Linked DNA regions of Mus musculus: regions 1, 2, 3, 4, 6 and 7 are each linked to region 5. The links are chromatin contacts, called in public Hi-C, HiChIP or PLAC-seq and promoter capture Hi-C maps. All regions are on one chromosome and are shown on one strand. Each heading gives the region's core, a stretch centred on a gene start, on an enhancer-like site or on the middle of the called end of the contact. The rest is flanking DNA. Distances are from core to core; before and after follow the strand shown.

Region 1 (4,093 bases), core at 663-3,162, 870 kb before region 5:
CCCAGTTCTATTTCTTCACCTGTGCCTTGTCTCCAGGACCCTCCAGCAATGTAGTCAGTAAGGTCAGTTCGGGCAGCTCTTGTCCTGTGGTTAAAGTTGGCTCCAGCGTCCAGTTCTGGACAGAGAGAGATCAAGGGCAGACAGAGCCAGTGACTGAGGTGGTCAACAGTAGATGGGTTCCCCAAGGGCCAGTGACCCCAACCTGCACTCTTTCCCAGGGTCCTTCTTCTGTGGGACTCCCTGCTCACCTCACATTGTCCGGTCTGACCACTCTCTGCCTCAGTTTCCACACTGAGACAATGTTTGGAATGATCCAACCATCTCCTCAGGCCAGTTACTGGTCCAGGGGGAATCGGAGAACACGGATCAGAGCTGAGGCCAGAGCTGGGGCCAGACAGGGCAGCCAGCCCCGAGACAGCAGACGCTGACATGCTCCCCTCACTGACGGCAATAGAATAGGATTCTGATGGGAGGAAAACGACATGAGTGGATGGACTCTGCCCCCCACCTCGGGAGTCCTAGGGGAACCCCCATGTTGTCCTCTCCATGATGTTCAGCCCGTCTCCCAGGGTCCCCTCATTTGCCACCCTCCTTTGGGTTGGCCAGGATAGAAATCTTTGCAAAGGCACTCTGGGGAGGAGGGACAGTAAGCTCCCAGGCCCGTGCTCCTCCAGTTCCATGTGAAGGTTCCCCATATCCTGAGCATAGCACAGATATGCGGGTGGGGGCAGCCATCTGGGCAGACACTGGAAACTGGGGGTAGCCATCTGCTTCCCTACAACACTCCCCCTTGCAATAGGTACAGACCATTCTCCCGGAGAGGGGTGAGAACAAAAGAACGAGGCTGTCTGCCACCTCCAGCCCCTCTCCTCCCACTCCAGTAATTACTATATATATTGTTTTGGACAGCCCCCCTCTCCAGCGCATGCACATACCCAACCCAGGGGGCAGTGAGGACAGCTCAGCGGGGCTATCTTTGGCCAGCAATTGGGAAGAGCTGCAATGTGAGTTCTTATAAAACCCTTTACAGGTAGGTAGATACCCCTCGCCCCACCCCCAGCCCACCATTCCTCTGCTCCCTTTTCGGAAGATATTCAGCCAGTGTGATCTGAGACACAAGGTTCTGGGCATCAGGCGATCACCAGAGAATTTTCCCTCCTGGCTAGCTGACTAAAGGAAAGAAATGGGTCCTCTGACCCTTCCTCAACTTCCTCAACTTGAATCAGCAGGAATCTAGAAGTGGAAAAGGACCTTAGATATTCTCTGTTAAATCATTTTTTTTCTGGAAAACACCCGTACATGCTCCAGCCCTAAAGCCCTAGGGCTAGAGTAAGCAGATGCCCTAACCCCAGCTCAAGCTCAATGCTGGCCCCCTCAGACCTCGCACTCACCACGTCCCCCCCGGGAGAAGCAGCAGCCGCATTTTGCCAGCACTTTTCGAATCACACGGGGACAGGCACAGCGACCCCCTTTGTGACCCCCCCGCATGGCGCCCGGGGCCCCCCGCACCCCCCACCCGGGCCGGCCATGCAGGGGGAATCACGGGGGGCGGGGCGGGGCGGGCGCAGGGCGCACACCCCCCTCCCTCCCTCCGGGGTCCAGGCTTGGAGAGGGGGGGAGAAAAAGGATGGGAGGCGGGGGTCCAGGAGTAGACGGAAGTCGAGGCAGGGGAGTCTGGAGGGAGGGCCGTGCGGGGCTGGGCCGCGGAGTTGGGCGGGGAGGGTTTCCGGAACCCCGGCGGTGCGGGGCCCAGGGTCCAGATGTCCAGCCAGAGGAAGGGGTGATGGGGGAGGCCCGGCCGGGATGCGACAGCCGCTCCAGCTCCGTCTCCGGCCTCGGCTTAGGGGTGGCTCTAGGCCCGGGCAGGGAGGTGCGGGGGCCGATTCCCAGAGCCACTGGAGCCGCGCGGGTCCGGGCCGAGCGGCGAGCGGAATAACAGGCCGGGCCACGGTGCTGCCGTGGGGCGGGGCCTCTGCGGCCAGGCTCCGCCCCTCCGCGCTTCCCCAGCCCCCTCCCCCAGGCACCTCCACGCTTGCAGTCCGGGTCCCCAGACCTCCGCCCCTCCTCCCAGGCCTGGGCTCCCTCTAGCATCCCAGCTGCAACTGCGGGGCTCTGGGTTGGGTGGGCGTGAAGGCTGGAGGTGGGTCTGCCTTGCTCGCCCCTTGGACTCTAAGATGAAGAATTCGCAGGATGGGGCCTTGTTGTGTGTGAATGGTTCTGAGGTTCTGGCTGTCTCCCCCGCCACCCCTCACCCCCATGCCCCGAGTAGGGCTTGTGTGCCTGGGGAACACTTTGTAGGGAACACAGCCCAGGTGCCGCCCTCTCCCCCGACCCATCTTTCCTCCAGGCCCCAGAACTCCAGCTAAAACTAATCACCAATTAAGGCGAAGTCCGGGCGCCTGGGCTGGCCCAGGGCCAGGGGTGGGGCGCGGGGACACTCCACTCCGCCTTCGGGGGCTCGGGACCCGCCGAAGTGAGGACACACATCGGGCTAGAAGAGAAGCGTGGTGTCTGCGATTTAATGGTCCCATGCAAATTAGGCGCAAGCCTTTATGCTAATATGAACAGAATCTATCTGAAGTCACCACTTTGCGCAGGATGGCAAATTGTGCCCCACCCAAGCCCAGCTTCTTACCGGGCTGCGGAGCCCAGGCGAGGACCTCAGGTTCGCGCTGCCCTGTCTGATCCTCCTCGATACAATCACTCTCTGTCTTGGTACTCCCAGGCCCTAAGGGATCTCTCTCCGGGGGCTGCCGAGACAGAGTCACTGTAAGGACCCTTTCCTAGGCTGCCACGACCTCCCCCTTCTTCTCTCCCTCCTGTCAAAATACACATTACTCTGAAAGCGTCAACCAGAACTTGGCATATGGCCCTCGTAACTGAATTTATGGATCCTTGCGACTGCTCCATATAACTTTTGTTTGCGGGGAAACTGAGTCGTGGAGTGCAATTCTCCTAAAGTCCTCTAAAGACCCCCCCGACCCCACCCGCGGTCCCTCCTCCTTACCCCCTCCTGCCCGGGTACGGCGCATGCGCGCAGCATGCCACCCATGACCCCCAGTATCCGGTCAGTGCGGCCAGGGGTGGGGCGGTCCGGGGGCTTCATGCTGGACCCCTACCCTGCTTCAAGTTTCAGGGCCGAGGGGCCACGGAAGCTGGGGGGCTCTGAGGCCTGCGTGCGTCCGGGGAGTTGCTACTGCCGAATCCGCCCCCCTGCCCGGCTCCGCCCCGGCTCCCACCGCAGCCAAACTTCTCAAAAGGGGTAGGGTTGTTCCCTTCTCCACAAACGTAGCTGAACCACAAACAAACCCCTCTTAATCCTGATTCCATCAATCCAAGTGTGGCCTAGGGCTTTGCAGGGTTATTGCAACGCCCAGCGTTAGCTCTGCCAGAGGAGAGTGACTCCTAGGAAGAGAAAGGGTCCATTCAGGCATGCAAGGAATCCCCATTACCCCATCTCCTCAGCGGGTCCACACCCCACCCCCACCCTGTCCGAGGAACAGAAGACGGGTGTGGCATAGAGTTGCATATTTCACTTTATTTTTATTAAATTAAAAGCTACAGTCTGGCAGCAATTCCAGATTTGGGGGGGGGGGGCGGTGAGGAGGCTCCTTATAGGGGCAGAGAAGAGCGAGAGACAGACTGACAAAGACAGACACGGGAGAGAAAGGGTCCGTTAAGGTAGGACTACTGTTATCTTAACACACAGCTGGCTGGGGGAGGCAGCTAATATCAGTCCAAGGTGAGACAGTATTCAGGGGCTGGAGTTCCAGAGACCCCATCCTTCCTACCCAGGTCCTTTCTCAGCTTAGTCACTGGAGCACGGTACATACCAGGAAAAGCCAAGGACACTGGAGAAGCAGGGGCAGAGAAAATATGTACACGGAGTGAGGGGACGGGAGCCTTGGAAAACAGCCTCTGCTGGAGCACTTGGCCAGTGGGGGGGCAGGGGAAGGGACCATGTCCTCTTCCCCTCTGAGTTCCCACCCCAGTCAGACATATCCCCTCAAGGATGGTGTGGGGGCAGAGAGAGGCGGGGGGAGCAGAGGCTTCCGTTGGATCCTAGTAGAGGACAGCGGGGGGCCTTGGCAAA
Region 2 (3,678 bases), core at 695-3,194, 850 kb before region 5:
CTGTGTTACTACAACCCCTGTCCCCCGCTCGCGCCTCTAACAGTACATCTGCACAAAACTTTAATCCCCAGCTTATATTAAGTCCCTCTCCCTAGCTTTGGGCTCTGCAAGGGCAAGGCCCCGTCTAATCGGCACCTTGCAGGTTCAGCTAGTCTAGTGCCTGGCACACAGTGGTCCTGAACCGCTTATTAAGTGAATAGACAATGCCTGTCCTCATTTTCTCACTTGACAAAGGTTGCAGTCTAACCTAAATCCCACATGCCACAGTGCACGCAACTGCTCTTGTCCTCGGTAGGAAAGAGGACAGAACATATTCCTTCAGAAAGAAAAGAAAAAGAAAAAGCTACTTGAGAGTCCCAGCCTAAAATTCAGCTTTTCCTGCCTGCTCCTTACCACCTGCTAAGCACGCTGAATCATCGCTAAGACATATGTTCAAGGAGTTTCTCTGTTCTAAATCTTGAGGTTCATGTGTGCTGGCTGGAAAGCGAGGTGTTGATGGTATTTTGCCTAAAGAGCGTGAGGTAGGTCTTACGGGAAAACCCTCCCCTGTATGTACATGTTCCACGGGGATGGGTAAGTCACCTGGAAGGTACTAGGGCAGCCTTATCTCCACTAGTCTTACCCACAGCAAATGCCTTAAATGGAATCCTCGCTAAAGATAATACCCCTGAGAGCAGCCAAGGCAGAAGGGAGCTAACTGACCGCCAGCGATGTTCCAATCAGAACATAACAATGTGGCCTCTTCCTCGCCCCCTCACACCTCCACAACACATCATGTCTACAACCCAAAGAAGTGGTAATCAAAATAGTCCCTGTCAAGCTCAAGATAACTGCATGCTTCCTACTCCCGACCTAAGTAAGGAGAAAACCAGCCATGCCTCACTAGCCTTGGTTCCTCCACGATATCCTCAGGACAGGAGGTGCACTGGGCCCATCGGTCTCAGTTGCACTGTTCCGAGCCCCTTCTGGCACCTAAAGTCCACCAATAACGTCCTTGCCACCACGGCTCCTCAACCTTTCCCTGGTTACAGGTGACTCCATTTATAGCAAACACCATCACTCCAGCCAACAATGGGGACACAGCTAAGCCCAAAGACATATATTAGCATTTCGACCTCAGAGAGGGCATCCCTAGGGTAGAGTGGGGTAACTTCTCTGAAACGCTGAATCTCTGGAAAGGGCATGCAGGGTTAGAAGGTCCAAAAAGCCTAGAGGCATTCCCAGAAAAAGCCAAGGTTCGAAAGTCAAGGGCTGGGGCTCAAAAGCAAGGTGGAGAGGAAATCAAACTACTTCTCTGGCCAGGCAGTAGTACCCAGACACGCTTCACGCACTGTCGCACCCAGACCTCACCAATAACCCTTCAGAGCCACTCCCCTTAATGTCCCTCTGGCTGCAGCCGGATCCTGGCCAGTCCCTGTAGCCTGGGGCTGGACCTGACAGGAAGGAGTCAAGGAACAGAGCTGGATATCAGGTGAAGATGGAACTCTAGGGGAGGAGTAAAGGGGAAGGGGACAGACAAGAGTCTCCACCAGAAGCCACCCCGGGGGACACCGGGGAATGGTGCGCTGGGAACCAGGCCGGGCGGGGGAGAGGCGGCAGCGCGAGGACCCGGATGATCCTCGGGCCAAGGGGCAGGAGCCGGGGTCCCGCCGGTTCTTACCGAGTGAGCGACGCCCCACAGGAACACGCCCACCAGCGGGTCCGCGGCCCGGAACACCTTCACTTTCTGCTGTACGAAATGCTTCTTCTTGGTTTTGGAGGCGAAGCCGAATCCCGGGCCGGGGCCTCCAGCTGCCGCGGGTGCGGTGGCGGGAGGGACGGAGGAGGACGCCATAGTCTCCCGCGCACCCGAGCGAGTGGAAGCGGGAGCTAGCCGCGACTCCGAAGCCCGACCCGGAAGCGGTGCTCACCTGCGCAGCCGTCATGTGACCGGAGGCCCGCCCTCAGGCGCGCGAGCGGGGCGGGGCGGGGCCGGCGGGGATGGCTCCACCCCCTCGGCTGCCGGGCGGTCACCTGGCTCGGGTTGCACTCACAAGGATGCGGGGTTGGCGCTGTGCAGGGCGGCGCTTCTGTCGCTTCCGGTTCTGTCCAGTTTCTAGTGGATGAGCTCTGTCCGTAGGCGAACGTTCTGTTTGAGACCGGTCTCCTTGCTTAGTCCAGGCTGGCTTCAAACTTGCTATCCCCTGCCTCATTCTCGGTATAAAGTTTGGGTATTACGGAAGTGAGGATTGGTCCTCCATGAAGTTGGGGTTGCAGACTCCATGAAGTTGGGGTTGCAGACATGACAAATTTAAATATATACATTTAATTGTTCTATGTATATAGGTGTTTGGCTGGCACGATGTAAGTTCAGTGCCCCGGAGGCCAGAGGAGGGCGTCGGATCCTCCGAACTGAAGTTGTGGGAGCTGGGTGTCAAGTATGGTCCTCTGGAAGAGCTAATGCTCTTTTTTTTTTTTTTTTAAAGATTTATTTATTTATTTACTATATGTAAGTACACTGTAGCTGTCTTCAGACACTCCAGAAGAGGGCATCAGATTTCGTTACAGATGGTTGTGAGCCACCATGCGGTTGCTGGGATTTGAACTCAGGACCTTTGGAAGAGCAGTCGGCGCTCTTAACCACTGAGCCCTCCCTCCCTCCCTTCCTCCTCCTCCTCCTCCTCCTCCTCCTCCTCCTCCTCCTCCTCCTCCTCCTCCTTCTTCTTCTTCTTCTTCTTCTCTCTCTCTCTCTCTCTCTCTCTCTCTCTCTCTTTGTTTTTTGGGTGTTTGTTTGTTTGTTTGTTTGTTTTGTTTTGAGACAGGGTTTCTCTGTATAGCCCTGGCTGTCCTGGAACTCACTTTGTAGACCAGGCTGGCCTCGAACTCAGAAATCTGCCTGCCTTTGCCTGTCAAGTGCTGGGATTAAAGGCATGTGCCACCACTGCCCGGCTAAGTCATGTCTTCATCTTCTGGAAATATGAAATTTTAGGTCATGGCCCCAAGTTGATTTTTTTTTTTAATTCGTTCATTAATTCATCTAGTCAACAGGTATTTACTGAGAACATAATTGGAAGCCACTACCATTTTGGGGCTGATTCTCCTCTGGTTGAAGCAAAGGAAAAATTCTACCCTAGAGGAATTAAAAGTCTAAAGACGCAGACTAGCCAAGGAGAAGGCTGCAGTATTAAGAGATAAGGACATGCCGGGCAGTGGTGGTGCATGCCTTTAGTCCAGCACTCTAGGAGGCAGAGGGAAGCAGATCTCTAAGTTCCAGACCAATCTGGTCTACAGAGCAAGTTCCAGGACAGCCGGGGTTACACAAAGAAACCTTGTCTGGGAAAACCAAAATAAATAAATGAAAAGGTAAATTCAGAGCAAGATGTTGAAAGGCTTCCTAGGGAAAGAGCAGTATACAAAGATGAAGACCAAAAGGAAGACAGAAGACATAAAGACATAAGGCTAGAGACGGGACATGGGCACAGGAGACCCTCTTTGCTTTACACTGCTAGAATGTTTATTCTGACATTCCGGTGGATGACGAACATTGCCAAAATCCGTATACTGATGGTGAGCTAACCCAGTGAAGATGAAATGGCATCTACAGGCACAAGGTTTGAGGCCGGAAGTGTCCCTCAGTGCTACAGTGTTTGGCTAGCATGTGCAAGACCTGGGCTCATTCCCAGGTTCCACAATAAATAA
Region 3 (3,649 bases), core at 1,095-3,594, 790 kb before region 5:
TGTTTACTGCCCTAGTTACCTTTGGACAGAGTCTCCATTCTTTTCTTCTCCCAGTTTCCACATCGGAAGAAAAGAAAGAAAGAAAGAAAGAAAGAAAGAAAGAAAGAAAGAAAGAAAGAAAGAAAGAGAGAGGAAAGGATAGGAAAGGAAAGGAAAGGAAAGGAAAGGAAAGGAAAGGAAAGGAAAGGGGACAAAGAGCCAAGCCCAGAGAGTTCTTGTCCTGTCTCCTCCGCAGCCCAAAACAGGAACACCACGAGCTGGTCAAATTGATTTCGCTCAATGTCACAGCCTCTGCTTGTCAACAGAGAGCTCCGATGCAGGGCTTGAGGTTCCAGCCAAGGGGAAGATGGGGTGATGGGAGAAATCAGAAGGGAGGGGGTGGAGGCCTTGGCTCAGAAACTGGCCAGTGTCTAGGGTCAGTTAGTTACTAAGGGGGAAGGATGAGAGGGCAGTGGCCTAGACAAACAAGCCCTAACCGGCCAGATACCAGCTGAGCTGGGCCTTCACTAGTCACACTCCTTGACTCTTAAGGGAACCAACAGAAAGAAGCCCAATACATGACCTGGAGATCATGGTGACAGAGGCCGAGGCTTGGGCAGAAGCCAGGAATGAGAATGGCGAGTTCCTAATTCAGGAACGCTACCCTCGGTCGTTTGGCACTGTTTCTGAAGGTTGCAGCATCTTGCAAGCTCAGGAAATATACCAACGTCCAGCCTCTAGAGACAAGAAGGTGGCATCCTTAGTGACTTCAAAATGACAGTCCATCGAGGCAAGAATTCAGTGGGTATGTGTGCCCACACATGCCCCCAACAAGGTTTTTATACAGCTGCAACAGTTCATCCTCTATTTTCGGTTATTTTAATTTTTGAGATGGGACCTGGCCGGGGGGGTGGGGGGTGGGGGGTCCTTACACAGGCTAGCCTGTTCCTGTATTCCTACCCAGGCTACCAAGTGCTAGGAATATATGTGGACAGCACTGTGTCTGGCTTGAGGACTTCCTTTTGTCCTGAGTGTACCTTTTTATTTCTCTAGTAGCACGTAGTAGGTTTTCTATTTGTCTCTCACCTCCCATCCCAGCCCCAACCCCCTTCCTCCTTCTCCTCTTCTGTTCTTGTTTTGAGACAGCTGGAGCTACATAGAGATTCTGGGACTCACTAGACCAGGCATGTGCCACCACACCCAGCCTTTCCTTCTGTTTTAAAAATGGGTCAGTGAGATGGCTCAGCAGGTGAAGGGGCTTGCCACACGACTGAGTTTGATCTGCAGGACCCCCATGGTGGGGAGAGAAAGCAGATGCATAACAGCTGTCCTCTGATCTCCACGTTCCTGTGTGCGCGCACACACACCACACACACAAAGAAACAAATTAAATTAAATAATTGGGGTTTCTATTGTCATGCATTGATGTGGCAAAGTAAGAGGATTAACCATACTGTATCTCTCCTCCAGAAAGATTGGTTGCTGACTGGACACAAAGCTACTATATGTAAGGTCCTGAGTTCAATCCCCAGCACTGAAAAGTGAGTTCCAAGCCACCCTGAACTACAGTTTGAGACCTGTGTCAAATTCCTTCCTCCTAATTTCTGGGGAACTATTAATGAAATTGATGACCGTCATGGAGAGTTCAGTCAGACTGTGAGCCAGCGCTTTTTCATTTAAGATGTCCAGACTTTTGAAGAAAAAAAGAAGAAGAAATAGCACCCTCAGACGAACTTGGGTTTCAGATTATTATATGCATATCAGAAATATAAGAAGCATGCTTATACTAACAATTGTTAGTTGTTGACCTGAAATTAACTTCAATAAAAAATTGTTATTATTTATTTATTTTATGTGTATGGGTGTTTTGTCTGCATGTATGTCAGTGTACCACGTGTGTGTCTGGTGCCCTCAGAGGCCAGAAGAGGGCACCTGGTACTGGAATTATAAATGGCTGTGAGCCACTATCTGGATGCTGGGGATAGAACCCAGGTCCTCTACAAGAGGACTGTGCTCTTAACCCCTGGGACATCTTTCCAGCTCCTGAAATTAAAATTTAACTAGGGTCCCTCTATTTTGTCCAGAAGCCCTAACCTGAAAAGACGGCCTCATTTTTCTATTCTTTAAATGTTTACTAAATCTTGCTATTGTTTACAACGTGGCGAGCTGTGTGGTTTCATGTAACCAATCTCTAGGTTTTCTAAAGCAGGAATTATGAAACTCCTTTCATAGACTATTAAGAACGAAAGGAGATAACTGTATGCAATAGCTCCCTAACGTTGTTATTGTCGCTTCCAGCCCAAGCCCCAGAAGACCGGGACTACATATCCCACAATGCTAGGCGGCGTCTCCTCGCCATTACCTCATTCCCTGTCGCTCTCACCAATCCCAGCCTGTCCAGGGGTGTGGTAGCCGGCTGTCCTCGCGACTTTTGCTGTCCCCCGCCTCCTGCCGGCCTGCTCCTGTCGCGAGACTTCCTGCTCCTCCGCCGCTCCCCTTATCGTCGCCTTTGCTGGGGACCCGGACCCAGCCTCTCCCCCACTCGGTCACCAGCCCCGGCTCCTCCGAGGCCTCGGTCCCCCAGCCCCGCCTCGCCGCCGCCATGGCGGACCCTAAATACGCCGATCTCCCCGGCATTGTGAGTACAGGGCCGGGCCCGGCTCCCCAGACCGCGCCCCCGACCTCCCGAGGACCCCCAACAGAAGCCAGCCCGCGACCCCTCCCGCTGGCAGCCCCCTAGCCCCAAGGGTCCCCGCCGCTCGCCCTTCGACGGCCGCAGCACCTTCTGGACTCCAGACCCGACTGGGCCGGGCCGTTGGACCGCGTCGGGCCCTTTTTCTGGCAGTAGCCGGTTTCTCCGCCCAGAAATCGCCTCCGGGCGCTTACCACTTGAGCCCGAATGTCTGTACCGTCCATGTCAACAGTGCCCTTGTCGCCCCAAATTTCCCGATTGCCCGCCCCCGCACCCTGACTCCAGCCGAACTCACCAGGCCACTTGGTGGCCTTCATCTTGCCAGGGAAGAGGTTACTGTTGCAGAAACCTTGTGCCAGTGGGGAGCTCTGTGCATTGCGAGCACCTGTGTGCTTGCTCCTCATGCACAAGCCGGCATGTACCCTCCGTTGATGCTGTCCTCTCTGCATTCTCAGGGTTGGGGGCGGGGGGTTGGCACACCGGACCTTGAGAACTAAGGTCCTGAGTCACTCTCAACCCTTGTACAGTGATGTGCAGGGCCTAACTCAAGAAACCCTCACCAGATTAGGACAAGATAATTACCAAGGACTGGCCTCTCAGCCATGTTCAGGGTAGCATCTTTCTTTCACTATGGACGTTTTATCCCAGATCCCAGTTTGTACCTGTGGTCATCCCACTGGATGAAACGGACATAGAGTTGACAGGGGAGGTGGAGGGCGGAATCCTTGAATGACAGTCAGGTTTTGCAATGCCTTGTTCAAAGGAAATGGGATAAGGGATGAATGCTGGGTAATGAGTCTGGGTGGTCACCGCTTCTCCCTGCAGGCCAGGAATGAGCCAGACGTTTATGAAACCAGCGACCTACCTGAGGATGATCAAGCAGAGTTTGATGCGGTAAGACTGTGTGCTACCTCAGGATCCCTCTGGACTCTGACCTTTCTCCCCAGATGCAGGTCCTTTTCCTTCTCTGGCAAGCCA
Region 4 (3,726 bases), core at 258-2,757, 990 kb before region 5:
TAGGATGATCATATACTGAGAAGAAGTTAGGGCAAAAAGACCTGTTTTCCATTTAAAATACCTCATTCAGGGAGACAGACAGACAAAGCTGTGTGGTAGCCAGCCTAGTGTGAGCTCCAAGCTAGGACTACATAGCATAGGCCCAGTTTCTGTCTTTAAAATCTCACCACTGTAATTCTAACTGCGATGTGGCAGGCAAGGGGGCAGAGTTCAAGGCCCTTCTCTGTTCACAAACTGCACTTTTTATCAAGTTGGGGGAAAACCGTCAACTTGTGTGGGTTACAGAGTAAGAACAAAGAGACGTGTTTGAGGTCCCCTGGTCCCCTTCCCAGGAAAAGCCCGCTCAGGCCCCAATCACTAAGGCCAGGATACAAAGAAGAGCAGCACTTGATGGTGGTTCGCGGCGCCCACCAGTCCTGCCACCGCGATGAGGAGAAGGAAGACTCCCACAGCAATGACTCCTCCAATGATGTGAATGCTAGACACCACACCGAGGCCCTTGCCCCAGGCAGCCACGCCAATGAGCAAAAAGCCCACAAGCTGCAAGAAATAGAAAGAATACACTTTATTCAGCCTGATGTGGTGGCTCATACCTGCAACCGCAGCACAGCGAAGTTCCAGGTTAGTCTGTGCTAGCTAGCTCGCTATACAGTGAGACCCGGTCATCGCCAAAGATTTCTAGCAATGCAGCACAGCCCAAGGCTATATTACAAGGGGACGTGGACTTGACAAGCTAAGCGCTTGAGGTGTGCAGTCAGTACTGTTCATCTCTAAGCGCACTTCCCAAGCAACTGGGAATGACTGAGAGAGAGTAGGGCAGGGTAAGTAGGTACCTAACACACAAATGGAAGCCTTGGCGTTGTCTAGTAACTCTAGTTTGGGAAGAAACTGGAGCAGAAAGTGAAGACTGGAACTATAGGCCCTCAGTCTCCAATCCACCCCTGCCCACCACCAAACAAGCCCCCTCATCACCGGAAGTCTATCTATCCTCTTCCACGGAAGTACCCAGGAATTCCCTCTTCGCCGGAAGTTTCTGGGAAGCTTCCCAGAACCCCCAGTACACCCCTCTCCACGCCGGAAGTCCCCTAGAAACTCCCCCATTCTTTCCGCCCCGGAGATTTATCCATTTCCAAAACCTCACCATATAAACCACGTTGAGAGCGCACAGCGCATTCCTGGAACAGGCAAATCCGCCGCAAACCATCTCCCCAGATCTGGGGACCCAAATGGTCCCAAGACTTGTGGGGAGGGTATCGAGGACCGTCTTGTAGGACTCCCAACCGCGTCTATCGCTTTAAATCCAAGCCACCCAAACCAATTCTCTGCGCCTGCACCGTCCCACCCCTGCTTCTGGATTGGTGAAACTCGTGGCTAATCCAAGACATCCAGGACTTCAATGCCAATCAATCTGCATTACGTCACCAGCCTGCCTCCCAGTCTTGCCCTTAGTTTCTTCATTGGAGGAAACTTAAAAAAAAAAAAAAAAGAAGAAGAAGAAGAGGAAGGCGAAAGAAAGAAAGAAACCGAGGCCAGGGTTTCTAGACAGTGTCTTAGAGACCAGAAGCTAACTAAAAAAAAAAAAAAAAAATCTTGGATTCCTGAGTACGGAATTTCGAGACTAGGAACCCGAGGAGATACTCAGGAGACTCAGGTGAACAGAAAAAAGGGGTTTCGTAGAGGTGAGAGGAAGGGGCTCTGCACCTCTAAAGGTAACCCTTTTCCGCCGATTTCCCGTGTTTCCCGATGATCTCACGTTGGTGCCATCGTTTCACTGTTATACTCTGGAACAGTCATACTCTGGAACAGCACGAGGAGCCAAATGCACTATGAAGCCCAGCTAGAGAGGATCCAAGTCGGGCGTAGCATTAGCGGGCAAATCCTCACGCATTTGTTAACTGTGTTTGCTAGTACTCACGTTCCGTTCTGCATCCCTTTCCCTGCAGTGTGGACACGCCAGAAATTCAGGTGGAAACAGTGACTTGAGGCCGGCGCATTCCTGTTCGTGACAAAACCACAGGCACAGACGCTGGTGTGCTCTACATCTTTAGAACACAAACGTGCTGGATCAGGCTTGGCACATGACGCAAAGTGGGGGCGAGTCTGGAATATGAATAAATAAGAGCCTCCATACTGTCTCTTTTTAAATTTTTATTTTTATTTTATGTGCATTGGCGGGTTTGCCTGCATGTATGTCTGTGTGAGGATGTCGTATCCCAGGAAATGTAGTGTACCCCAGGAAATGTAGTTGCAAACAGTTGTAAGCTGCCATGTGGTTGCTGGGAATTGAACCCAGGTCCTCTGGAAGAACAGCCAGTGCTCCTAATCACTGAGCCATCATCTCTCCAGCCCGGAGGCTCAATACTTTCACTCCAGTGGGTGGCTGGTCGATAACGTTATTGCATAAGCGTTTGGATACAGTGCCCTTTTAGTGGAGTGACAAACGACACTACCTTTCTCTTCCTCCTGGGCAAAGAAGCAGCTGTGGTAGGAATGAAGCCAGAGAATGCTCCCATCAGCTCCACACAGTGATTCGAGCCCACGTGTGCTCACACCCTGTGACTGCCAACAGTCTATCCGTGCTGCAGTCAAACTGCATGGGTTTGAACTTTCTGGCTCACCATCTGCACCGGCCAGGTACTTAAATCCCCTATATCTTCTTCATCTGTCAAAGAGGGAAAGACGGCCATGCAACACACCTAGCAATACTTCTTTAACAAATTCAAGATGGTCATGTGGACTAAATGAGTTAGGATATATAAGATGCTTGAATCAGTACCCAGTAGCTAGCAACGCTCAGTTATTACTGTTTAGTCCATTTTTAAAGATTTATTTATTATTATAATTAAGTACACTGTAGCTGTCTTCAGACACACCAGAAGAGAGTGTCAGATCTCATTACGGGTGGTTGTGAGCCACCATGTGGTTGCTGGGATTTGAACTCAGGACCTTCGGAAGAGCAGTCAGTGCTCTTAACTGCTGAGCCATCTCTCCAGCCCCTGTTTAGTCCATTTTTGTGGAGTCCAGTAAATCCAAGCATAACCCCTTTATCTCCAAATTAAAAAAAAAAAGTTCAAAGTTATCCTTCCTAAATCACCCTCAAGAAGATACTCTTGAGTCAGCTCCAAGATTAAGAGCACTTGGCTTCAGTTTCCAGCACCCAAATAGTGGCTCATAACCCGCCATAGCTCCAGATGGAGGCACCAGGCACACATATGGCACAACATATACATCTAGGCAATACACTCACATTAAATACATTTTTTTAAAGATTTATTCATTTATTTATTATATGTAAGTACACTGTAGCTGTCCTCAGACACTCCAGAAGAGGGAGTCAGATCTCGTTATGGATGATTGTGAGCCACCATGTGGTTGCTGGGATTTGAACTCCTGACCTTCGGAAGAGCAGTCGGGTGCTCTTACCCACTGAGCCATCTCACCAGCCCAATACATTTTTTAATTTTAATTTAATCTTATGTTTATGAGTCCCCTATCTGCATATACATCTGCATGCCAGAAGAGGGCATCAGATCTCAGTATAGATGGTTGTGAGCCACGTATGGTTGTCAGGAATTGAACTCAGAACCTCTAGAAGAGCAGCCAGTGCTCTTAACCACTGAGCCATCTCTCCAGCCCAAAATATTTTTTTTGTTGTTGTTTGTTTTGGTTTGGTTTTTGGTTTTTTTTTTGTTTTTTTGTTTTTTTTTTGTTTTGTTTTTGGCTTTT
Region 5 (3,900 bases), core at 1,094-3,593:
CCCTAGCATTACAACAAAGCAAAAAGGTAGGTTGAACTATTTTCTTATGAACTGAAGGCCTTCCATCCTATTTTCATTATTTTACTTGTACTGGTGTTTTGCGTATGTATGTATTATGAATGTATTATGTATGTATGTATGTATGTATGTATGTGCCTTTGCACCACGTTACAGTGAGTCACCATGTGGAAGCTGACAATTGAGCCTGAGTTTCCTGGAAGAGCAGTAAGTGCTGTCAACTTCTACATCATCATTTTTTTTTTTTTTTTTTGAGACAGTATCAATCACTGCATAGCCCTGGATGGCCTGATTTTAACTGTGCTAGGGTTAAGGGCATATGTCATACCTGGCCTTGTTTAAGTTTTGTGTGGGGGTGTTTTGCCTGTGTGTAGTATCTATGCCCAATGCACATGCCTGGTGCCATTGGAGGCCAGAGGTCAGATATCCTGGGACTAATGGAACTGAACCCAGGTCTTATAGAAGAGCAGCCAGTGCTCTAAATTCTGAGCTATTTCTTCATCCCTGATAAAAGTTTCTTAACAAGGCCTGTTCTGTTTCTTCCAGTTAACATGTCCCTCTTTTTTTGTGCTTCTAACACTTTTCAATTTTCCATTATAACAGTGGGTCTTTTTTCTTTTGGGGATGTGTTAGTAGTTGCTGGTGTCATGGTCTAAGCCCAGGGCTTACCCATGCTAAGCAAGTACTCTACCACTGAGCTACATCCTAACCTTTATTGAAATTGAAAATGTTTCTTTTTGGGGGGTGGGGTTGTCTGTTTTGTTTTTGTCTGATTTGGGGGGGGGGTTTGTTTTGTTTTTTGATTTTTGAGACAGGGTTTCTCTGTGTAGCCCTGGCTGCCCTGGAACTCACTTGGTAGACCAGGCTGGTCTCGAACTCAGAATCTGCCTGCCTCTGCCTCCGGAGTGTTGGGATTTAAGGTGTGCACCACCACCGCCCGGCAAGTCTGATTTTTTGAGGCATGTGTCTTTATATATACAAGGCTGGACAAACTCAGAGATCAACCTGCTTCTACCTGCCAACCCACTGTTGGGATTACAGACATGGGCCATGAACCCTAGCTCTTTTCGAATTTTGAGGGAACTGGAGTTAATGGTTCAGCAGTCAGAACACTGGGTGCTCTTAAAGACATAGGTTCTATTCCCAGAACCTACATGGTTCACATGATCTAGTTTCAAAGGATCTCAGGCCCTATTTTTGACCTCTGTGTGGGAATCAGGCACACACACGGTACACATACATAATTGTTGACAGAATACTTACATCACCTCGGGAAAAAATGGAAATTTGAAACAGGGAAGTTGCCCACACTACCAAGTTGTCCCAGCTCCTTCAGCTGAGATTACAAGCCTGTGACACTACACCAGACTAATTTTCATTTCCCTGACAGGTGGTAAAGTTCTTAACATCAGGCAATTGGATCTGGACTATACAGCCAACATCACCAATTAGTCTGCACTGACATCAATATCAAAAGAAAAAAGCCTGTAATACCAGCACATAAGAGACTGAAGCAGGATTACTCTAAAAACCTGATGTCCTAATAGTGGCTCATTGGTCTACCTCTGCCCTAATCCGTCAGTTTTTGATAAGCAGAGATTGTTCTTGGCTACTAACCCCATTTAACCCAGGGCATTGTATACAAAACCAGTCAAAGGATTTTCAAATAGATCCTTAACCACCTCATCTGAACTCACGCAAGGAGACAGCGAATTAATCTAGAAACTTCCCTCCTCGCCTCCCCCAGGGCGCCAATGTCTCCAAGCAGGGGGGAGAGGCGCGCCCCTAAAGGCAAAGAGGCAAAAGCAGCTCCTCCGCTAAAGGAGCCCAGGCGGGATCCGGACAATCAGAAAAACAGCGAGTGGTCCAGGCTTTAAGGACGAAGCCGTTTTTCCACGGATGCAACCGGCGTTGCCGGGCGTGGTGGCTTTGGCACAGGACTGCAATCCCGGACTCGGGCGACTGAACTCGAGGCCAACCTGGGTTTGCGGCAGGCACCCCTGTCTAAGACAAAACAATCCCCACACATCGCCTTGGGGTCTGCTGTATACGCCGCAGCGTCCCACCGCCTTCCAGGGCGGCCCCTACGTCTCTCGGGGAGATCGCCCGCGAGCGTGCTCAGGCGGTTGGCGGCCAACGGCTTGCTAACGCGAGACCGGAGCCCGGGAAGACAGGCGCGAACGGGGCAGCCGGAGGGTCGAGGGGAGGGGCGGGCGCGGGAAGGATCGCGAAGGAGCCGGGAGGCCCCGCCCCTTCCGTAGAGATCTCTAGAAAACCGCGCAGAGCCTGGAAACGGCGATTGCGCACGCGCGGCGGCCGGCCCGGGCATTTTGCTGCGTCACCAGCCGCCGCCCGGCCTCGCCACCCCTCGCGCGCACGCACGCTCCTTCTCCGTCCTCGCGCCCCTTTTCCTACACTTTCCTTCTCTCCCGGGTTGAGGGAGCCGCTCTCCGCGCGGTGCATTCTGGGCATCGAGGCCGAGCCCGCCGCCGCCGTCGCCTAAGAGGAGCGAGGAGAGGCCGCGACCGGGCAGAGACCGCCGGAGTCGCCGCCGGAGAGGAGTCGACTCGCCAGCCGCCGCCAGCGAGGCCCGCCCACCCGTTTGTCTGGCCCTCTGCCCCGTTCACCATGTGAGTGCGACATCCCGCCGACGGAAGGTCGTCCCGGAGCGGAGCGAGGCCGCGCCGGGAGCCCCGGCTGCCGGGAAACGGCCCCTCGCCCTCCCCCCACCCTCGGCCCTTCGCCTTTCTCCCCGCCCGCGCTGGTGGCAGCCCTGCCGTGGGGTGGGAGGGCCTGCATCCTTGTTCCTGTTACCGTTGGAGGACATTTTTCCTCCAGATGTCCGTTTCCCCACCTCCAGATCGACCCCCGGATTCCTCGTGCCAGAAATCCCACTTTTCTTCCCTAGACAGCCTGGCTCTCTCGGAACTCTGGGAACTTAGCCTTAGGCCCTAAACTCGTGTGTGAGCTTTCCGCCATGAGGGCGCCGGGAGCCGTGGAGTCCTGCCGCTCGGTGCTGATGCCCGGACCCGGCAGGACCGGGCTGAGAGCATTTGTGGGTGCCGCCGTAAGCCGGTGCTACCGGTAGGGCACCACGCGGCCCTCGGCGGCAGGCACTGCTAGGCAACTAGAGGGGGCCATGCCGTCACCACAACGAAACTTCCCGTTCCCACATCTCGGGTCTCTTGAAAATGGTGAACGCTAGCAAATGCGGTCACCTCCTTGGCAGCGAGTAATAGTTACTATGGAGCAGGTAGTTCTGCACGTGTCTAGTCACAAGATACTTGTGGACTCTTTTCTTCTCTGTACCTCAATAAACTTTGGGTGGCATTTCGTCATGCTCTTTGTATGCGGAGGTGAAACAGGTATAAAATGACCATCTCACTTGCCTGAAGGTCTTAATTTGTTTATATGGAGGTTACAGATTCTTTTAATCTAAGAATTTTTGCCCTTATTTTTCTAGCCTGGACAACTTTCAAATATGAGAGAATTGAATTACAGTACTTGAGGGTGGTGTGGGTGGCTGCTATGCACAGCACTAAAAGTTACGGATTGTAGTTGAAAAAAAAAGTTTAACGATTGTACAAGTTTAAGTTTTAACTGCTTGCTTGAATGGCTAAAAATCTAAATTGATAGACGATGTCCTAGAGCCAATTAGTGGCTGAGAAACAGGTCCTAGAAGAAGACCATGTAGTACTAGAAAATGTGTAAAGAAATTTGGAGGAGTCCCCCATAAAAACAAAGATATGTAGCAGGTTTTACATTTTAGTGTTTCATTATAGTAATTTTATTCATGTGTGTGCCCTCCCCCCACCCCCTCGTGTTCCTGGAGGTAAGAGGACAGTCTGTGGGGAAACAATTTAAGTTGTCAGGTAGAGAAAC
Region 6 (4,053 bases), core at 324-2,823, 940 kb before region 5:
GTGTAGGAGCGATTCACCTTCCATATGGTACTGCTGGATATGACGTCCATAACAGAATTCATATGTCCACCAGTCCTTGGTCTGATAGTGGAAAAAGGAACAATCAGGAGGCAAGAAAATGATCTCCTTGTGAAACCACAGTCTCCTGGCTCCGAGATATATAACCTGTCATTTAGTTCTCACCTCCCTTTTTCTCTCCCCTCCCGCATTCTCGACTCTGTGAGAAGGGACAGCTGTTTTCTTTTCGTGGCTGGAGACGCACATCTAAAGTATAACTGATCCCCACCCATGCCCTTTCTTCTTCTTTTCTTCTTCTCTTCTTTCTTCTTCTTTCTTCTTTCTTCTCAGACAGGGCTATGATGCTCTGTGACCCACCTGGGATCACAGGCATAAATCATTCCCTGCCCTCCATAAAGATAAGAAATCATGGTATCCTTGAAGCACTTGGATGAGGACTCCCACAGGTTCAAGTATTCACTGAACTTCGTGGAATACAATGGCATCCTGAGGTAATGAGCAATAGGAGCAGGAGGTGACTTTACAGGTAGGCTCCAGCTCTTCTGGTCCCACCACCGTCCTTCTGATGTTGGTTTAACCTATTTTGAGATCTTCTATCTTAACCTTTCCCTACATTCAGCAGAGTCTTTGCTTTGCACGCCCCCACCCCACCCCCCACGCTCCCCCCCCCCCAAACATATCTAGTACACCAATGGCCCTTTAACTCCCACTGGCCTCCATTCCGGTTCCCAAGCCTTCCCTCCGCCCACCCCAGTTCCTTTCACCTTCAGCAAACAAGGGGCATCTCTCATTGGGCTCAACAATTCAGGGATCCCGGGCCCCTGGTAAGCAGGCGTCTCCTCCTCTCTTTCACGTTGGAAGTGAATAGCTCCAGCTGGTAGGCGGCACTCATAGCGCTGTTTGTACTTTGAAGACACAACCACCACGTCTGAAGCTTGGCTCTGGGAAAGAAGGGTCGGGAAGAGGGGCAGGGAGGCAGAGGCTGGGACCAAGAACAACGAGATCCCTCTTCAGACCCTGGGGACGTGCCCAGTGGAAGAGAGAATAAGCCACAAGTCCTCCAGCTGCCCCGGCTGAGCGGAGGAGAGGGCGTTCTCGCTTCCCCACCCGGCGGGGTCCCAGTGATTTCACTACGACCTGGGGAACTAAGGTCTACAGTGGGGAGCCCTACCCCTGTCGGTGCCTGGTCTCCGAGGATGGGTCTGCCTGCCATTCCCAGCAGGACCGCAGGAACACCACCATCCCTTCTCCATTCCCCCATTCTCCCGAGCCCGGTGCGCAGTTGCCCTTCCTCCTCCACCGTGCGCCCCTTCCTCTTGCACAGGACCCTCACCTCGCCCCACACCCCTTACCTGCCCTCCCATGACAGGCAACGGCAAGATCTGGATGCCATAACGCATCTCACTCAGCTCCTCCAAATTCAGGCTCCCGACACCGCCCGTCAGACGCGCAGGTAACAGGAGCCCTAGAAATAGCAATCCCAACAGACTGGACAGCAGCACCTCCGCCGCCATCTTCCGCTCCGTCTCTGCTAGAGATGTCCCTTCCGCCCCAAACCTGGCAGCGGCCTCACCCGCCCATTAGCGCCCCAAGCTTTCATTGGCTGTCCGGGAGCTCTCTCTTACGTAACGCATCCTCATTTGTAAACGTGGCGTCAAAGCCTCCAGGGAGGCGGGTCGCATTGTTAGTAAAAATCAATAGCTGTTTCTGATTGGCCAAGAGCAACAACCAATCATCGGCGAGATTGGGCCCCTCCCCTCCTCGCTCCTTAATCCTGAGGTGTGGTATGTGGCTGTGTTCTTTTGCCTGTTGTCTCATCCCCAGCTGTCGGAAATAAACCTTCTTACTATTTTTCATATATTTCTTGCAATGTATGGCATCTCCATCGGGCAGAATATTGAAGCGGATGGTGAGTGCGGGGGATATTTTTGGAAGTTACTTAATATCTTTTCAAAATATACTATACAGAAGCATGCTTCTTCATAAAAATATACATATATCGCACAGATATTTATGTATGTACATATATAATTATGTACATATTTACATTTATATACACACAAATATACATGTACATATTTTTATATACACATATATGATAATATATTACCAACAACCAAATAATCTGTGTCAAAACCTGAATTTGCCCTCCAATAAAATTATTTTAAGAAGGAGAGTGTGGTAGTGCATGCCTGTAATCCCGACACTCATGACACAGAGGCAGGAGGCTCAATAATTCAAGGTCATCCTCTTCCATATTGTGAGTTTGAGACCAGCCTTCGATATTTGAGTCACACTCTCAAATACACACAGACACTGGCTTAGCAGGGTTCAAGCTGCATCACAGTTGGTGTACACACCTGGAATCCAAGCAGTCATCCTTGGCTACATAGAGTTGGGTTCAAGCCTGGAATACATAAGACTCTGTCTCAAAAGAAGAAGAAATAATAATGGAGCCAACAGTGGAGGTAGATGCCTATAATTATAAGCTGAGGCAAAAAGATGAACAGTAGGAGCCAGCCCAGCTTATGAATAGCAATCTTTGAGGAGGAGGAGGAGGAGGAGGAGGAGGAGACAAGGAGGAGGAAGGCAGGGGAGAGGAGAAGGAAGAACTAAAAATAAGGGCCTTCTGGTTAAAGTTGGGCTGGGTCTTGGGTATGTGGGTAAAGTGTCTGTTTGTCCAGACTGTAAGGGAAAACCTGTAAAAACAAAAGGGAAATGAAGCTGGAAACAGACGGTAACTGAATTAGCAACCCTGAGAATATCAATTCCTAGACAACGGCAAACGAGAGACATTATATACCATTGGAAAATTTCTGCGGGGAAGCTCACCACGCCAGGGGAAAATCTAAAAGATACACAGACACATATCCTGCTTTTAACACCTTGGGTTATGTGCCTGCACACAGACTTTTCGATCAGATCTTCATAAGACCTCACAGTTAAAAACTCGGAAAGCCAAGCACAGTTATCTATCTAAGGGAAATCCTTAATACACAAGAAAGAAACCAAAACAAGCAAGTCAGAAAGGAAAAAGCAAATTGGAGGCTAGAGAGATGCCTGGGGTGGAAGAGGCAGGGGTAGATGGAAAAGTGTTTTGGTGTAGGCCTGAGTTCATAGAAAAATCTAGCTCAGCCGACAATCTGTCATTTCAACTCATCAGGGCAGTTTTATGTCAGTGTGACACAAGCTAGAGTCATCTGAGAGAAAGGTGCTCCGCTGAGAAAATGCCTCCACAAGATCAGGCTGTAGTCCAGCCCATAGGACATTTTCTTGATTAGTGAATGTAGCCCAGCCCATGGTGGGTGGAGCCATCCCTGGGCGGATGGGCCAGGATTCTATAAGAAAGCAGGCTGAGCAAGCCAGTAAGCAGCAACCCAGCATGGTCTCTGCATCAGCTACTGCCTCCAGGTTCCTCCCCTGTCTGACTTCCTTCAGTGATGAACAGTGGCGTGGAAGCATAAGCCAAATAAATGTCCTTCCTTAACTTGCTTTTGATCCTGGTGTTTTATCACAGCAATAACAACCCTAAGACAAACAGAATAGGCAGATCCTGGGGGCTTCTTGGCCAGCCAGTCTAGCCAAATTGGCAAATTGGCATGCTCCAGCGTCAACCAAAAACCCTGTCTCAAAAACAAAGGTAGGGAGCAATAGAGGGAGACGCCCGTGCCGATCTCTGGCCTCGATATGTCACAAACACTCACGTATGGACGTACACGAGCACACCCCTCTTATTCAAATTAAAAAAAAAAAAAAAGCAAATTAGAGCAAACAGATTGCCAAGCAGGAAAATGGCTTAAGTGTCCTCGGTGGAATAATCCAGTGCGTCTGAAAAGAGCGCACTGCACGGCTGAAACCTTCAGTGAGTCAAATCCAGGGCTCTATGTGGAGCCATACCTGGCGAATGTGCAACACTGAAATACATCCCCATTTCAGGCAGGGTGGCACTTAGCTCAGGAGACCTAGAAGTCATTATCCTGCTCCACCCTCAAGCACTGTAATTAGAATGCTGTGTTTTTCTTATTGTTTATTAAT
Region 7 (3,561 bases), core at 609-3,108, 890 kb before region 5:
ACATGTATGAAGAACATATGTGTGTGTGTGTGTGTGCTTCACAAGATATTTCCATGCGTAGGGAAACAATATATGAAAAATCTCAAAATACCATTCTCTCAATGAGGTTAATCTTCAACACTTGTGCGTGTGTCTGCATGTGTGTGCTGTGTGTGTGAGAGAGAGAGAGAGAGAAGAGAGAGAGAGGGGGAGAGAGAGAGAGAGAGAGAGCCTGAGGAGACCAGAAGAGGGCACAAAGTCTCCTAGTGCGCAGTTATGAGCCACTCAACATGGGTGCTTCGAATCAAACTTGGGTCCTCTAGAAGAGGGAGAAAAGCTCTTAACCACTAAGCCATATCCCCCAACCCAACTGTTGGCTTTCTGACAGGGTCTCACTTACTTAGACCAGACCAAACCTGCTAACTCCTCAGCTCCTGACTCCACGGTGTTAAGAAAGGCATGCGCCACGTCGGTTTTGATTCTACCAGTCAAGAATAAGATGACTGCCACAATTTTTGAACAAAATTTGAAGCAAGCTTTAATACTAGCCAGGATGATGGACTCTGGCCAGTCCACTCCAGGGTTCCTAGAAAATGGCCACCAGCTACAATGGCCAGGTGATTATAAAGGGCTAACTCACAGGCTATGCCTTGGTCAGATGGAAGCAAGCATACATCCTGACATACTTCCTCCTACCTACCTCTCAACTCCCTGTGATCCCCTAGAAAAGTGAACGCATGTGGCTTGCTATCTGATACGGGTAACAGCTTCCAGAGAATCGTGGCGTATCTGTCCTCGGGCAGGGAGTTGACCGGTTACAAAGATCATTTTGATTCACGGAGTTCTTGGGCACAGTAATAAAAACCTAACTTTGCATTCTACACCCGATGTCTATCAAGTGTTTTGTAAATAAATTTATTCCTATTTACAATAATATTCTATCTACATGTGGGTCTGTGAAGGGGTATCCAGACGCCCGGGAACTGGAATTATTGTTGTAAGCTGCCATGTGGGTGCTGGGAATTGAACCCAGGTCCTTTGGAAGACCAGCCAGTGCTCTTAACTGCTGAGCCATCTCTCCAGTAAGTGTTTTATATAGACAGGTTTACTAATATTTCCCTTCGCCTCTTGCTTAGGGGATCTCTTCCGACTGTAAAGGAAAAAAAGCCCTTGATTTATTTTAAAGGTTTTGTAATTCTACTTTTAGCATTTGATCTGAAACTTCTGGTTTAAGGGTGGGTTTTCCCTCTTCTCCCCAACACACACACACAGTTCATTCAATATTGCTTATCTACAGCCCCAACCCCCAGACACATTTTTCATTATGTTTTACCTATTTTTCTATTCAATTTTGATCCTTCTGAGAACCACAGGACTTTGTTTCTGGTCAGTGTCGGGAATCAAGCCACCTATGGCCTACTTCACTGTCCATCTGGCCACTTTCTGCGGTTCCTCTTCAAGTCTGTACCAAGAAGCAGTTAGGGGAAGTAGGCCGGCCATTGAGTAACGGCTTGCCTCGGTTGATGGCTGGAATTCGGAGCCAAGAGGTCAGAGAGAGGCCGCTGTCTTTGTTGCTCGTGAGGCAGTGTTCACCTCCAGGGCTGGCTGGTTTTATTTATTTCATCTTCCCCATCCAAGTGTTCCTTGAAATGAGGTTAGACCGCATACTGAACCCAATCGCCCTTCCTGGGGCTACACTGTGAACGAGTGGGGAAATGGCGGGGACCGGGAACTGGCATCTTAGACACCGCGGTTTGGGGACGAAGGGATGTGAAAAGGGGGGACCTTCCCGGGAGGGCTCATCGCCTAAGCAATCTTCTCCGCGTCCGCCAGACGGCGCCGCGGAGCTCGCCATCCCCGCTCAGAGCCCGAGCCTGTGCCGCAGCCAGCCCGGGAGCGGCGCTGCGCTGCGGTGTGAGAGCCGGGCGGAGGCCTGAGCCCTCGGCTGCCTGGGAGCGCGACGCGGTGCCAGGGCTTCCCCGCTTTGTCGCTGGGGCTGGGGCGCGGCGGATTTACGATCCAGTTCACCCCGGCAGGAAACGTTCAGAACCACCCCCGCGCTGCGGTCTACAAAGCCCCGGAGTCCGCAGGCGGGAGGAGTCGGATCCCCGACACTGTCGGGCTCCCTCCCGCCCAGCTCCCGCATCAGGCCGTCGCCGGCCTCATGAGGACCCCCCGGCCGGGGCGGAGAACCGGGCACTGCCCGGACCGCGATCCTGCCGCGGCCTTAGAACGTTAGACAGGTCAGTGCGCTGGCACGCCCGGCGGCCGAGGTGTGGGCAGGAGCGGCGTCCTCCTGGCCTCGCGCATCGTGCCCGTGGCTCAACGAGGCCACCCGAGGGTCACCGAGGCCGGGCACCCGCGAGCGCGGGCGCGACACCGTGCCTTCCCTGACCCGCCAGGTGCAGTACAGCCGCCCCTCCGCAGCACCCTGGCCCGGCTGCTGCCCGTGGGGTGGGGGTGGGGTCCCCGAGGGCTGCGCACCCAAGATACTGCATGTCACCACGGCAAGCCTTGGGTGTATGCGGAAGCCCAGAGGCGAGAGAGAGGCGGAAGAAAGGAGGCCGGGAGACCTTTGGCGTGAGCATGAGGGAAGGGGTGCGCGCCGTGCGGAGCGGAGATGGCTGGCCTTGGGTACCTGCGCGAGCCTCGGAGGCGGCGGGGTCCAGAGTCCCGGCCCTCACGTTCTCTGAGAGCCTGGTCACCTCTCACCCTCCCCCATATCAGGATGCGGCTAGACCGCCGGGCCCTCTATGCGCTAGTCTTGCTGCTCGCCTGCGCCTCGCTGGGTCTCCTGTACTCCAGCACCCGAAACGCGCCAAGTCTCCCGAACCCTCTGGCATTGTGGTCGCCCCCACAAGGTCCCCCGAGACTCGATCTGCTAGACCTTGCCCCTGAGCCTCGCTACGCACACATCCCGGTCAGGATCAAGGAGCAAGTGGTGGGGTGAGTGCGGACCGCGGCGTGGCGGCGGCGACAGCGCAGAACATGCTGGAGGGGGTGGCCGGGGAGCTTTTGTTTCCTCCAGTGCTAGACTCGGACGCTGCTTACTGCTGACTGGTTGGGTGCAGTTATCAGGGAGGTGGAGAGGGCTACCGAAGCTTGAACTGGGGGGGAGACAGGGGCGCGGCAAATCTATCCTCCTCAACCTTGTCGCCGCCACTGGAGTGTGGGAGGATGTACAGGCAAAAGAGCACCCGGAGACTGCCTGCTGTCTTGATTTAGACTTGAGATTCCAGAAGGGTTCCTGGATGGCGGCTACGTAGACATCCTAGTAATTGGCCCTAGTTCGCACCTCTGTAACGCACAGATTTAAGGGATAAGCTGTCTCTCACCTGTGGGCAGAGTTGAGGGATCAAAGTGTGCAGCGCTGTGCGTTTTGTGAGATAAATGGAGCTTAGGTACCTACCTGGACTCTGAAGCCGCTTCTCCTCCCTTTAGGCTGCTGGCTCAGAACAACTGCAGTTGTGAATCCAAGGGAGGAAGCCTTCCCTTGCCCTTTCTGAGACAGGTTCGGGCGGTTGACCTCACTAAAGCCTTTGACGCTGAGGAGCTGAGGGCTGTTTCTGTCGCCAGGGAGCA

What was found. Promoter capture Hi-C pulls out the DNA fragments that hold promoters and counts their contacts. Hi-C and Micro-C count contacts between places; a contact is called where the count stands out from the background. HiChIP or PLAC-seq counts read pairs in DNA pulled down with a chosen protein or histone mark. Capture Hi-C pulls out chosen DNA fragments and counts their contacts.
Region 1: a promoter capture Hi-C map of liver shows a contact between it and region 5, with 2.7 times the contacts expected there. The contact joins the promoter of Arhgef25 here to the promoter of Ptges3 in region 5. A contact is called at or near these places in 4 of 9 other capture datasets (adipose tissue, liver, macrophages and 1 more).
Region 2: a promoter capture Hi-C map of hematopoietic stem and progenitor cells shows a contact between it and region 5, with 5 times the contacts expected there. The contact joins the promoter of Pip4k2c here to the promoter of Ptges3 in region 5. A contact is called at or near these places in 3 of 39 promoter capture datasets (hematopoietic stem and progenitor cells, liver and pre-B cells).
Region 3: a promoter capture Hi-C map of liver shows a contact between it and region 5, with 4 times the contacts expected there. The contact joins the promoter of Dctn2 here to the promoter of Ptges3 in region 5. A contact is called at or near these places in 5 of 39 promoter capture datasets (hippocampal neurons, liver, neutrophils and 1 more) and 3 of 115 datasets of contacts at active chromatin or transcription factors (embryonic forebrain, embryonic stem cells and pancreatic cancer cells).
Region 4: a contact with region 5 is called in an H3K4me3 HiChIP or PLAC-seq map of neural tube, with 4 times the contacts expected there. The contact joins the promoter of A730063M14Rik here to the promoter of Ptges3 in region 5. A contact is called at or near these places in 3 of 39 promoter capture datasets (the SN4741 cell line, hippocampal neurons and liver), 1 of 484 Hi-C or Micro-C datasets (B cells), 4 of 115 datasets of contacts at active chromatin or transcription factors (astrocytes, differentiating embryonic stem cells, neural tube and 1 more) and 1 of 9 other capture datasets (liver).
Region 6: a Hi-C map of centroblasts shows a contact between it and region 5, with 11 times the contacts expected there. The contact joins the promoter of Os9 here to the promoter of Ptges3 in region 5. A contact is called at or near these places in 4 of 39 promoter capture datasets (hippocampal neurons, liver and pre-B cells), 1 of 484 Hi-C or Micro-C datasets (centroblasts) and 3 of 115 datasets of contacts at active chromatin or transcription factors (bone marrow-derived macrophages and fetal liver).
Region 7: a contact with region 5 is called in a promoter capture Hi-C map of hematopoietic stem and progenitor cells, with 3 times the contacts expected there. The contact joins the promoter of B4galnt1 here to the promoter of Ptges3 in region 5. A contact is called at or near these places in 4 of 39 promoter capture datasets (the C10 cell line, hematopoietic stem and progenitor cells, liver and 1 more).

Annotation. Positions count from the first base shown.
Region 1 is chr10:127,186,860-127,190,952 of GRCm38.p6, forward strand. It overlaps Arhgef25 (Rho guanine nucleotide exchange factor (GEF) 25), which reads right to left and starts at 1,913. Exons shown (of 15, transcript NM_001358557.1): 1 at 1,392-1,913; 2 at 249-463; 3 at 20-115. The coding sequence starts at 1,488. Dtx3 (deltex 3, E3 ubiquitin ligase) reads right to left here. Exons shown (of 6, transcript NM_030714.2): 6 at 3,519-4,093.
Region 2 is chr10:127,209,678-127,213,355 of GRCm38.p6, forward strand. It overlaps Pip4k2c (phosphatidylinositol-5-phosphate 4-kinase, type II, gamma), which reads right to left and starts at 1,945. Exons shown (of 10, transcript NM_054097.3): 1 at 1,661-1,945. The coding sequence starts at 1,834.
Region 3 is chr10:127,263,918-127,267,566 of GRCm38.p6, forward strand. It overlaps Dctn2 (dynactin 2), which reads left to right and starts at 2,345. Exons shown (of 14, transcript NM_027151.2): 1 at 2,345-2,617; 2 at 3,497-3,565. The coding sequence starts at 2,582. Gm40800 (a long non-coding RNA gene) reads left to right here and starts at 387. Exons shown (of 2, transcript XR_872171.2): 1 at 387-784; 2 at 1,450-1,827. It also overlaps a transcript of Kif5a not described here.
Region 4 is chr10:127,068,974-127,072,699 of GRCm38.p6, forward strand. It overlaps A730063M14Rik (RIKEN cDNA A730063M14 gene), which reads left to right and starts at 1,508. Exons shown (of 2, transcript NR_040660.1): 1 at 1,508-1,651; 2 at 1,944-2,128. Tspan31 (tetraspanin 31) reads right to left here and starts at 1,288. Exons shown (of 6, transcript NM_025982.4): 1 at 1,142-1,288; 2 at 373-540; 3 at 1-15. The coding sequence starts at 1,204.
Region 5 is chr10:128,056,639-128,060,538 of GRCm38.p6, forward strand. Ptges3 (prostaglandin E synthase 3) reads left to right here and starts at 2,344. Exons shown (of 8, transcript NM_019766.4): 1 at 2,344-2,648. The coding sequence starts at 2,647.
Region 6 is chr10:127,119,587-127,123,639 of GRCm38.p6, forward strand. It overlaps Os9 (amplified in osteosarcoma), which reads right to left and starts at 1,574. Exons shown (of 15, transcript NM_001171026.1): 1 at 1,371-1,574; 2 at 783-959; 3 at 18-81. The coding sequence starts at 1,532.
Region 7 is chr10:127,163,298-127,166,858 of GRCm38.p6, forward strand. B4galnt1 (beta-1,4-N-acetyl-galactosaminyl transferase 1) reads left to right here and starts at 1,859. Exons shown (of 11, transcript NM_008080.5): 1 at 1,859-2,222; 2 at 2,707-2,925; 3 at 3,421-3,561. The coding sequence starts at 2,708. Gm51819 (a long non-coding RNA gene) reads left to right here. Exons shown (of 3, transcript XR_003949045.1): 3 at 368-386.